Regions from separate parts of the Mus musculus genome. Here regions 1 and 3 are each linked to region 2. The links are chromatin contacts, called in public HiChIP or PLAC-seq maps. All regions are on one chromosome and are shown on one strand. Each heading gives the region's core, a stretch centred on a gene start, on an enhancer-like site or on the middle of the called end of the contact. The rest is flanking DNA. Distances are from core to core; before and after follow the strand shown.

What was found. HiChIP or PLAC-seq counts read pairs in DNA pulled down with a chosen protein or histone mark.
Region 1: a contact with region 2 is called in an H3K27ac HiChIP or PLAC-seq map of embryonic stem cells, with 6 read pairs. The contact joins the enhancer-like site here to the promoter of 4930511E03Rik in region 2. A contact is called at or near these places in 8 of 484 Hi-C or Micro-C datasets (conventional type 1 dendritic cells, granulocyte-monocyte progenitors, liver and 3 more) and 6 of 115 datasets of contacts at active chromatin or transcription factors (embryonic limb bud, embryonic stem cells, pancreatic cancer cells and 1 more).
Region 3: a contact with region 2 is called in an H3K27ac HiChIP or PLAC-seq map of embryonic stem cells, with 6 read pairs. The contact joins the enhancer-like site here to the promoter of 4930511E03Rik in region 2. A contact is called at or near these places in 6 of 484 Hi-C or Micro-C datasets (the Patski cell line, conventional type 1 dendritic cells, granulocyte-monocyte progenitors and 2 more) and 5 of 115 datasets of contacts at active chromatin or transcription factors (astrocytes, embryonic stem cells, pancreatic cancer cells and 1 more).

Annotation. Positions count from the first base shown.
Region 1 is chr6:94,772,813-94,776,205 of GRCm38.p6, reverse strand. No RefSeq gene overlaps it. Among named protein-coding and RNA genes, the nearest start is that of Lrig1, 74 kb to the right of the region's middle. Within about 2 kb of position 1,910, at least 81 of the 459 cell types and tissues checked have an H3K27ac peak or open chromatin away from gene starts, as enhancers often do. A contact at or near this core is called in embryonic limb bud, embryonic stem cells, muscle stem cells and 1 more, where this site is marked.
Region 2 is chr6:94,942,233-94,945,551 of GRCm38.p6, reverse strand. It overlaps 4930511E03Rik (RIKEN cDNA 4930511E03 gene), which reads right to left and starts at 1,718. Exons shown (of 8, transcript NR_040761.1): 1 at 1,650-1,718; 2 at 1,024-1,195.
Region 3 is chr6:94,753,379-94,756,908 of GRCm38.p6, reverse strand. No RefSeq gene overlaps it. Among named protein-coding and RNA genes, the nearest start is that of Lrig1, 55 kb to the right of the region's middle. RefSeq lists an enhancer at 1-3,530. Within about 2 kb of position 1,293, at least 47 of the 459 cell types and tissues checked have an H3K27ac peak or open chromatin away from gene starts, as enhancers often do. A contact at or near this core is called in astrocytes, embryonic stem cells and pancreatic cancer cells, where this site is marked.

The sequences.
Region 1 (3,393 bases), core at 661-3,160, 170 kb after region 2:
GCAAAATACCAATGTACATAAACTAAAAATAAATCCTAATTCAAAGAAAAAGTAGGCTAGGAGAAGCTGGGAGGAGGAAGCCTGAGACTTGCTGGCTGTCCAGCCTAGGCTGTTTAGCCAGTTCCAGGCCAGTGGCAGACCCTGTGTCAAAGAGTAACTTCCAAAGATTGAGACCTGAGGCTTCCCTTTGGCCTCAACACAAACATACGAACACACATGCACACACACACACACAATACATTGTTCTTAACTACAGTGTTCTCTACAACCTAGCTCACCCTGCATTAGTTCTGAGAGCCTTCATCTATTAGTTATTCTTTTCTTGAATATATATAAAATAATATATAATATATAAAATATATAATCAACATATAAATATGTAATAAATACATAAATATAAATAAATATATAGAATTATAATACAAACATTTATTTACACACACACACATGGTTGGTAGCACATTGCATATGCTTTTTCCCTCACTTAACTATAATACTTGAACTAAGTCCACACAAGGACGTATGTGTCCTCATCTTTTCAACACTTTCTAGAAAGGGTCAACATAAACCAGTCACGAATCCATGTAACTCTTCACCCTGTCCTATGGCTGGTTTACCAAACGCTACCTAGATTTGCCATCTATCTATCATATGCCAACTCATCTGATTTTTGTGTGCTTTAAAATGCATTGAATGCTGGGCATTGCGGTGCCCACCCTTAATCCCAGCACCTGGGAGACAGAAGCTGGAAGATCTCTATGAGTTCAAGGCCAGTCTTGTCTACACAGTGAAAGTTCAGCACAGTCTGGACTGTGTAGAGAGATTCTGTCTCAAAACACACAAACATCAAAGTAAATTGAAAGCATCATTGCTTTCAGCATACACACTGTTGTAGCATGCACACTGTCGGTTAGAGTTCCACATTTGTTTGTCTCCCCTGTCCCCATTTTTCCTGTGAAATCAGGTTAGAATAAAGTGTAGAGAGTAAAATTTTTTTCTGAGTGTTGACAAATGCATTAATCTTTTTTTTTAAGATTTATTTATTTATTTATTTATTTATTATGCATACAGTGTTCTGCCTGCATGTACACCTGCAGACCAGAAGAGGGCTCCAGATCTCATTACAGGTGGTTAAAGCCACCATGTGGCTGCTGGGAATTGAACTCAGGACCTCTGGAAGAGCAGCCAGTGCTCCAGACCTAAATGTACCAACCTTAAATCCAAAACTCATTGAGCTCTAGAGCTTACGTGCGGCTTATTTGGTAAAGTGCCTGTCTACTGCAGAGAAAGCCCTGGATTTGAGGATAGCCTGGGCTACACAAGACCACGTCTCAAGAATGTGAATAAGTAAAACAGAAATCCACTGAGTTTTAACAGAAGATATATTTTGTGCAAGCCCACACCTGTCTATATCTGGACTACTAGCATCACCCACTGAAACTGCCTATGCCTTGAAGGAGCAGTCCCTAGCAGTTTGCTCTCGGGGGCAGTAACTCTCCCTTTCCTGCCGTAAAACAGCCTTTCCCGTCTCAGATTTCCTGTTAGTGAAAACCCATAGGTTCACTCTGGTTTTTTAGATGCATTCACATACTTGCATGTATACATTATTGCTCCTTTGAATTTCAAGAATTCATGTTCCCCAACACTTCCAGTCTGCGGAAGCCTCCCTCCAGCTGAATGACTTTGGGTTCCATCAGCCATGATGAATGTCTAGGCTGTTTATTCCTTCCACACAGACTGCTGTGGATTGTGGCTTTAGGCTGAACGATAACTTGCAGCTATCACCCGAGTAATGATGGCCCCTGCTCTTGGATTCTCAGAACTCAGAGGAATACTGGGACTGTGACACCGCGGCTTTACTTAAAGTGGCAGGTGTCTTGTCCAGGCACCCTACGGAAATGAGAACTGGGAATGACCAGATCAGTCATTTCCCAGTCTGCAGGGAAGGGCGGGAAGGTCACACATTCACTTGGCGCTCCAAGCTCCAACACCGGGTTTTTCTCAGCTTTCAGCTGTGTGGTCGGTCACAGAGAACAAATTCCTACAAATATCTGGAGGTTTAGACCTCTCTGGAGGTAGGGATCATTTTGTGCGCATTCCTCTGGTTTCCCACTAAACCTTTTGTTTCTGGCAGGCTTTGTCCCCAGGACCCTGCTGCAGACAGGCTGCTGGCTTTGCTAGGTCCCCCGCCTTTGTTCGGGAACTCCCGATCCTGAGAAGTCTCTGGGTTTCATTAGATAAGCTCTCCGCCCCCACCCCTACCCCCACCCCCTTTTTCACACCCATTATCCCAGGCTCTGGAAGGTGGTGATATGTTCTCCTTACTTTCCCCGGTCTCTCTTTTATTTCCCACTGATAAATGGCAAAAGCAGCTGTGGGGTTCGCTTTGAAGGCTCTGATGGACGAGCATGATGAATCGGCGATGGCTCACAGCAAATGAATCCCATAACACAGCGCGAGGGAAGGAGAGGAGAGCGGGAAGCCAGCTCCCAGCTTTACGTTTTTCAGACTCGCTTTAAAAGCCAGCATTTCTTTTAATCTCCTTCCAGTTTCTTCGGTGACTCCGCATATGTTTAAAAGAAGGAGAGCGAGAGAGGGTTTGTGGATATAAACAGGGGATTCCATTCTTCAGCCCAACTCTGAGCACACATTGTCGTTCAGGGCTCTGAAATAGCTAGGAAACCACTTCAAGGCCCCTCAGAAACAACTGGGCAGCCCCCAGGAAGAGGGACAGCGGGGAAACCAAGTGACAGACTTGAAAACTGAATTTCGAACAGGAGGAGTGACTAGCAAAATCCAGCTGCTGCAGCTCAAAGCCAAAGACCCTTTTAAAGAAGGGACGCCAGCCCTAGGACTGCTTAGCTGTAAAAATGGCGAGCTTTAAGCAGGTTGGAAGCGGGATTTGTTTTTGAACCCAAGAAAAATAAGAACAGTGGTTCCGTGGCCTGTAGTGTTTTCTAAACTTAAAGGGACAAAGAAAATAAACTGCTGCTGTTGGGACCAGGACCCAGAAACTCCAAGCCGGCTTTTGAAATTCAAGAGATACTTAATAGAGAAGAAAGATCTGGGAGGGTGGATGGCTCCTTTGTTTCTGAACAAGAGGGGCCCTCTTCCTCCCCAGATGGAAAGCCATTCAAAAGAAATCATTAAAGGATATCCCTTTCTGCACAGCTTAGAGGCCGGCCATACATGCAAACCCAAGTGTAGAATTGATGCAATTACCCAGATAAGGAGGGCCGGAGAGGAAAGGAAGGCCAAAACCTCGGCTTAACTCTTCGGCTAATTTGTTAGGCTACTCCCATTGCCTACCATTCTCCAGTCTACACCCCCACCCCCAACATACACCCCACCCCATCATTGCAAAATCCATATTTAGTACTTTATAAATTCGTA
Region 2 (3,319 bases), core at 469-2,968:
TTTTTCCCTTTGATTCTTGGGAAGGCCCCTGTGGCACCAAGGTGTTACCAGAGCTGGCACTCTCCCCTGGGTACAGATATTTATTTTCTATTCCTGGGGAGGGGGTGAATAGATGTTTAAAGGGAAAATTGTTGACCCCTAGCCACATGGATTCTGAGTTATTTGATGTAGACTCAAAAAAATAACCAAGTTGAGGAATTTGTAAAAGGCTACTCATCTGCCTTCTGGGCTAGTCTGATCCTCCAAATGCTAGCTATAGTAAGAAAACTGTTTCCTTAGTCAAGAGCTCCTCAGATTCCAGAATGTGTTAGAGTTATACAGAATACATCTGAAGAAAGACAGTGAGGTCTGAAGGCCCTCTCTGCTTCATGACGGCTGAGGAAGTACTGGAGGTCTCTCCCTGTAACACACACAGTGTCTGCCTACTTTCCAGGCTAGCACATGGGGTGAGAATGCAGGTTTCCTATCATGGGTCCGTCAGTTAACACAACACTGAGTCTCCCCTGTTCTAACCCTCACATCCTGTAATCCTTTAATCCTAACAGATGAAGTAATATGATGTTAAACAACTCATTATTTTTCTATTATTCTGTCTCCCTGGACCCTCCCAACAAAGAAAGTCATTTTGAAATGACCAGTCTGCTTTTTGTTTTCATTTCTTAGTTCAGCCTTAGTTTGTCTATGATGGTTATCCTTCTCTCAGCCGGTCAGAATGCTTCCATTTCATAGAAATCTGGTTGCCCAATTCTAAAATCAGCAATAAAGTCTACTTAAGAGCATCACACTGAATCTTATCATATGGTCTATGGATACCTTTAACCTCTTTCAAGGTTCTGGAAGTTTGGGGGACATCAAATGACAAGGCCACAGTGGCAAAACTACTGAGCCACAGAGTCTAGAGTCCAGTGAAGTCCTCAGGGCTCTGTATTGAGCATGCTCAGTACTGTATAAGTGAACGAAGCTCCTCTCGGCAGCCAGGGCATAAATTGTACAGTGGGGAAAGAAAAAAAAAACCTGCCCCACCTGATGGGTTCTTGCATCTGGGGGAGCCTTTAGAGCAATCGCAGGAACAGCCAGAGGATGAACAGCAGCAAAGGGCTTGGCTTGTCAGGCTAGGGTAAGGTGATTAATTGGTGAGTGGAATAGAGCCAAGAGTAGAGAAGTCACACCAGGCCTCCATCCATTTGTCCATGCCCTGAGGTCAGAGATGGAACAAATGAATCTTTTCTGGCAGTGGAGAGAGTGGAATGCAGCCATGGGGGGAGTTGTGTAAGGAATTCACAGGTGTTTTCTCCTCGTGCTTCCTCCTCCCCAGGGGAGCTCTGGGTGTGCTGTTAGCAGTGGAGAGCAGGGCAGTGGGCTAGGCTGGGCTCTGCAATCTTTCACCCACTCCCCCCACCCCCAGCCCTGTCTTCTTGGGAGCTACAGAAGGTTTTAATTGAAACAGCAGAAGCCATGCTCAAGTCACTGAGAGACGTAGGTCCTTCACTTAATTTCAACAGGTGACTGTGAAAGGGACCTTAGCTTTTGGAAGTGTCCAGTCTCTAAGGTCACAGAAATGTAGGCAGAAGCAGACATCGACACTATCCATCAAGGGGCCCAATGTTGCTTATTCTATACATGTAAGAGAGTCAGCCAACTCCCCTTACTTCTGAGGAAAAGAAAAGTGCCAGAGACTGGTCCAACTGATTCCTTCTCACTAAGATGCCATCAGGATTGGCAGTTGACACTCCAAGGAACTGTGGGAGAAGAGGGACAACTGCCATGCCTGTGATTATTTCTCATCACTATTTATCCTAATCCTGAAGTGATAGGACTTTTTCTATTAAAAAAAATTACTATTATGTATGTGTGTGCATGATGGGGTATGTACAAGCATCAGAGAATGTAGTAGAGATTAGGGGACAACATAATGGAGTTATACATGGGACCAAAATCGGGTCTCCAGGCTCATGTAGCAGACACCTTTACCCACTGAGCCATTATCTTTTCAGCCTTGGGAAACAATTTTTAAAAGTCAGTTTTAAGAGCGGAGAAGATGACCCAGACATTAAGAGCATTGAACTGCTCTTGTAGATGACACTGCTTGGGATTGTAACACCTAAACCAGGCAGCCCACAACAGCAGACAGGCCTGTAATCCTGGCACATGGCAGATAGATGTAGGAGGATCAGGAGATCAAAGCCATCCTTGGCTCCATGGAGAGTTTGTGGCCAGCCTAGTCTATGGGAGATGCTGTTTCAAACAAAAATCTAGGGCCAAACTGGCTTCCTCCCTCCCTCCCTTCCTTCCATTCTCTTCCTCTTCCCACCTTTAACTGATGCTGTCATAGACTTAGCAGGGAGCATAACCTCTAACCTGGGAGCTCTTCCCTGCTGCTGATTATACTTACTCTGGCTTCTCCAGTTTCCCCAGACTTCTAAAGGACCAGGACTAGGCAGAACCTTTTAGATTCTTACGAAAAATAATGATACAAACAGCTTCTTCACAAACCTCGGTTACTACTCACATATTATTTACCTTGCCTTTATGTCAGAGACCCTTCCTTCCTGGTAGAGAATGCAGCAAACGGAAGTGGTGGTTCAGGACAGAGCATGCCTTCTGCTGCATTAGATAATAAGAATGAGGTGCTCTGGGACCTAAATGCAGCAAGTACTAAAGGAATCGTTTAGGCGGCAACTCACGGACTCGCTGAATCTGTCCTGTATGGAAACTGAAGAATGAAGAGGCCACAGAACAGTCTAGCTCATAACCAGAGTATTAGGAAGCAGAGTAGCATGACTCCTAGCCTGGGCTATCTAACCCTCAGAGGCCCAATCATGGCCAACTATATCTTCTAAAGATGGCTGCACCAATATTTATAACTCATCAGACATGATTTCTTATGACATAAAATGATCCTCCACCAATCAAGAGTGAGGTGGGGGATGGAAATCTATGTTCCTTCTTCTTGAAACTTAAAACCATCTAAACCAAGAAAATGTGATAGAAATGACACTGTTACTCCCAAGGGCAGGTGTGTGTGTGTGTGTGTGTGTGTGTGTGTGTGTGTGTGTATACATGCATGTACACGTGCTCTCTATCTTGATTTCACATTCAGAGCACTCACCTTAGAATCCAATCTCCAAGTTGTAAGGAAGCCCATGGTGTCTGAAAATGCCTTATATGGCTATTCATAGGCAGATGAATAAAAGATGTTTGAGGTGATTCTAGTTCCTAACCTCTGAGTCGTCCCTGTGAGACCCTAGACATAATAATGCAGAACAAAGCTGTTTGATTTTCTGGTCTACAAAAACTGTGAGACAAGAAATGAGCAAAA
Region 3 (3,530 bases), core at 44-2,543, 190 kb after region 2:
GATGGCTGCTTCCATAGAACTGACATTACATTTTCTGTTGCAAGTTACCCAGAGGTGTTTAAGGATGCAGGGATCATACAGGGTGTGGCAGAGTGCCTAGTGCCACAGAAAAATAAAAAATAAAACAAGCCATGTTGGTACACACACCTGTATTCCCAGCTCTAGCTGGGTTATGTAAGAGGATTCCCGGGGATACTAACCAGTCAGTCTAGCCTAATCTGCAAGCTCTAGACCAATGAGAGACAATGTCTCAAAATATAAGATATAAAAATATTAATATGGAAAGCAATTTAAGGAAGATATCTGACATGGATCTCAGTATATATGCATGCATACATGAGCATACATACATACACTAACACACACACATGCATGCACACATACACACAAAGTTCTTAGGAGCAGGTGGAGGTATAAGTAATAAGACCAGGTAAAGCATCAGGGTATTAGGATTTCCCTGTCTTGGTCACTGGTTTATACTGATACCTGCCCTGCTTGAAAGCTAATTCAGAGAAAGTAGTCCATAAACATTTGTTGGGTGAGTGGCTGAATGCTGATGTATCTAAATCTGTCGCCACACACACACACACACACACACACACACACACACACACATGCTCTGCACTGTTTGGCCTTTCTCAGGTCTGGGTAGACCGAAAGGGCCCATTGTGTGAACACCTCCCAGTCTCTGCGCTAGTGTTTTTTTCCATTGACTGTGTGAGGAGAAGGACTCTATTTTACAAAGAAAGGAGTGAGTAGGGGAGCCTGCTTCCAAAGGCCTGTTTGTTCTCATTATTAATTTTCCTCTCCTCTTCCAAGTGGAGTTTGAATGATTTTGAATGTGCACTCATCTGGAACGACACCCTCATTCTCTCCTTTCATGGCTGGCTGCAATTAAAGTCAAAAGCAAAATTTAAAAATACAGCTTTCTTATAGAGAGAAAGAACTGTTGATTCAGGCACTAGCCTGTAACCTCACAACAGTACCAGAAAATAATTTTTAAAAAAAGGGGGGGGGGGGAAGAAGAGGAAAAAAGAATATGAAGCTGACAGATCTAGTCCCAAATCAATAACTTGCTAACTTTACTGGTTCCTAAGGCAATTATAAGCACTGGAAAAGTGCCCAAATGCTCAAAGGAATTAAGAGTTCCCTAAAACACACCCACCTCCTTTTCTAAAGAAATCAGTTGGGCTTGGGCGATAAAGGCAAAATAACTGAACGGGGTGGGGCTCAGCAGTCTCCAAAGTCCATCAGAGAGCCATGGAATTTCAGAGCTGGAAGGAGGCTTAGAGGTCACCTCGAGGTCGTCTTATAGAGAGGTGACAAGGAGCCTGGGATTCACAGAGCAGGTGTGGGTCTAAAGGCATCTCCCATCCAACTTGCCTGATTCATTCGTGCAAGAAATGTTTCCTGAGCACTTACTTGGGCCTGGGCACCGTGCTGAGCATGAGAAATTCATTAGCAAACCAAACAGACACGCTGTTTGCCCACGTACAACTTCCGTGCTACTGCGGAGCCAGATACTGGAGCAAGCCAACCAACAAACAAGTACATAATAAGACGGAAGCTGATGGGAGTGGTGGAGAGCTTACACGGGGCGGTCAGAAGAGGACTCTGAGCAGGTGATATGGGAGATATGGGAGAAGAAAGGATCAGGGAGGACACAAATACAAACAAGGCAAAGCAAGGCGTGTGGTAGGGATGTGATTACATCTGTCCTCCAAACAAGGGTGCCACTGGCCTGGGGCCAATCTAAGAGGCACCAGAACCACAGCTATTACTTTTCCCCTCACAACTGCCCAACTCACATGGCTTTCCTTCACCAATGATGAGGGCTCTGATAGATTTTTGTGGCCAGCGTCTGAACCAGGAGAAATGTCATGCCAAGGAGAACATGGCAGTGGAGAGGAAGGACAGGAAAAAACATTCCAGAAGCAGAGAAAATCGGTTATGAGCAGAGACTGCATCAGACACCTTTGGGGAGAGACCAGCCTCAGCCTTTGTTGAGCTGGGAAAGTTGCCTGACTGCTCTGAGCTGCTGTGTTTTTCTCCTCTGCAAAATGGGAGCCTCCTAGTAGAGTTGAGAGTAATGGCTAAGAGCAAGGGCTCAACCCCGGTAGGGCTTTCCTCTAGATGTGTGTGCTGCCACTCACTCTCAGAATAGCCCTGAACCAACAGCCTCCTTCCTCATGGACCGCAAGCCCAGGCTCCTCAGCCCTGCCCGTCACCCCACCTTCAGTGGTGACTCAGCACAGCTCCACCTGAATGAACACATTTGAGGTTCAAGAATCTTTGGCATAAGCCTCCCAAGGCTACCTACCTGTCTACTGTCTCCCATCACCCTTCAAATCCAATAGAAGAGAAGAAAGACAGTCCCACCAAAATCAATGGAATAGGCAGCACCATTTGTTCAAACTTAAGGTGATGTCTGCTTCTCCTAAGATAACTCAAGTAAATCAACACACACCACAAACAAGAGTGTACACGTGGTCACGTGACAAGCATCAGTCTATATCCCATCGGGGAACCGATCGGCCATACTGGAGGACCCACGGGCTTAACTAGCTTGTGGCTTAGCTTCAGGAAAGCCCAGCAAAAAAATCATTCTGGAAGTCGTAAAATTATGGTGGTCTTCTGTTTCACTCCACACATTCCCCCAACCCCTTTTGGGGAGTTGTGGCAGTGGGGGGTGGGAGGGAGTGCTTGGTTCCGTTGTCCATTGTCCACAAGGCAGTGGGAAGCGTTACAATCTAACACGTTGTTCTTTCTCAGACAGGATCTCATGGGTCACAGGCTGGCCTCAAGCTTGCTAAGTAGCCCGGATAACCTTGAGCTTTGGTCCTCCTGCCTTCACCTCCCCAGTCTGAGATTATAGACATGCACCACCTCTCTTAGTTTATGTGTTACTGGGGATCAAACCTAGGACCTCGTACGTGCGAGGCAAGCCCTCTACCAACTAAGCCACATCCCAAGCCAACAATTGTAATACTTTATAAAGAGTACTTCTTACATTCTAGGCCCACCTGCCCTTTCCAGCATCCACTAGTCATAGGTAGCCACTGAATACTATAGTGTGGCTGATCAAAATTAAGAATAAAATATGCACTGGATTTCAATGATACAATACAGAATGTATACAGTAGCTCAATAATTTCATATGGATTGCATGCTACAATATTACTTTGGTTATGTAGAGTTGAGTGAAATATATTAAAATTAATGCTGCCTGTTGGTTGGAGAGGTTGAATATGGTGAAAACTTACTGTATACAATTCTCAAAGAACTATTTTTTTCACTAATTTAGCTTTCACAATGTACCTACTAGAAAATCTGACACTATTAGCAGAGTATTCATCATATTCCTAGCTATCAGTGACTAAGGAAGAGTATAGCATGCATTTTATTGTCTCACAGTCACCTCCTCAAGTAGGAACTGTTACCCTATTACTCTGTGTGTGTGTGTGTGTGTGTGTGTGTGTGTGTGTGTGTGTGTGTGTGTGATATGCAGATATGTGTACAGGTGCCCACTT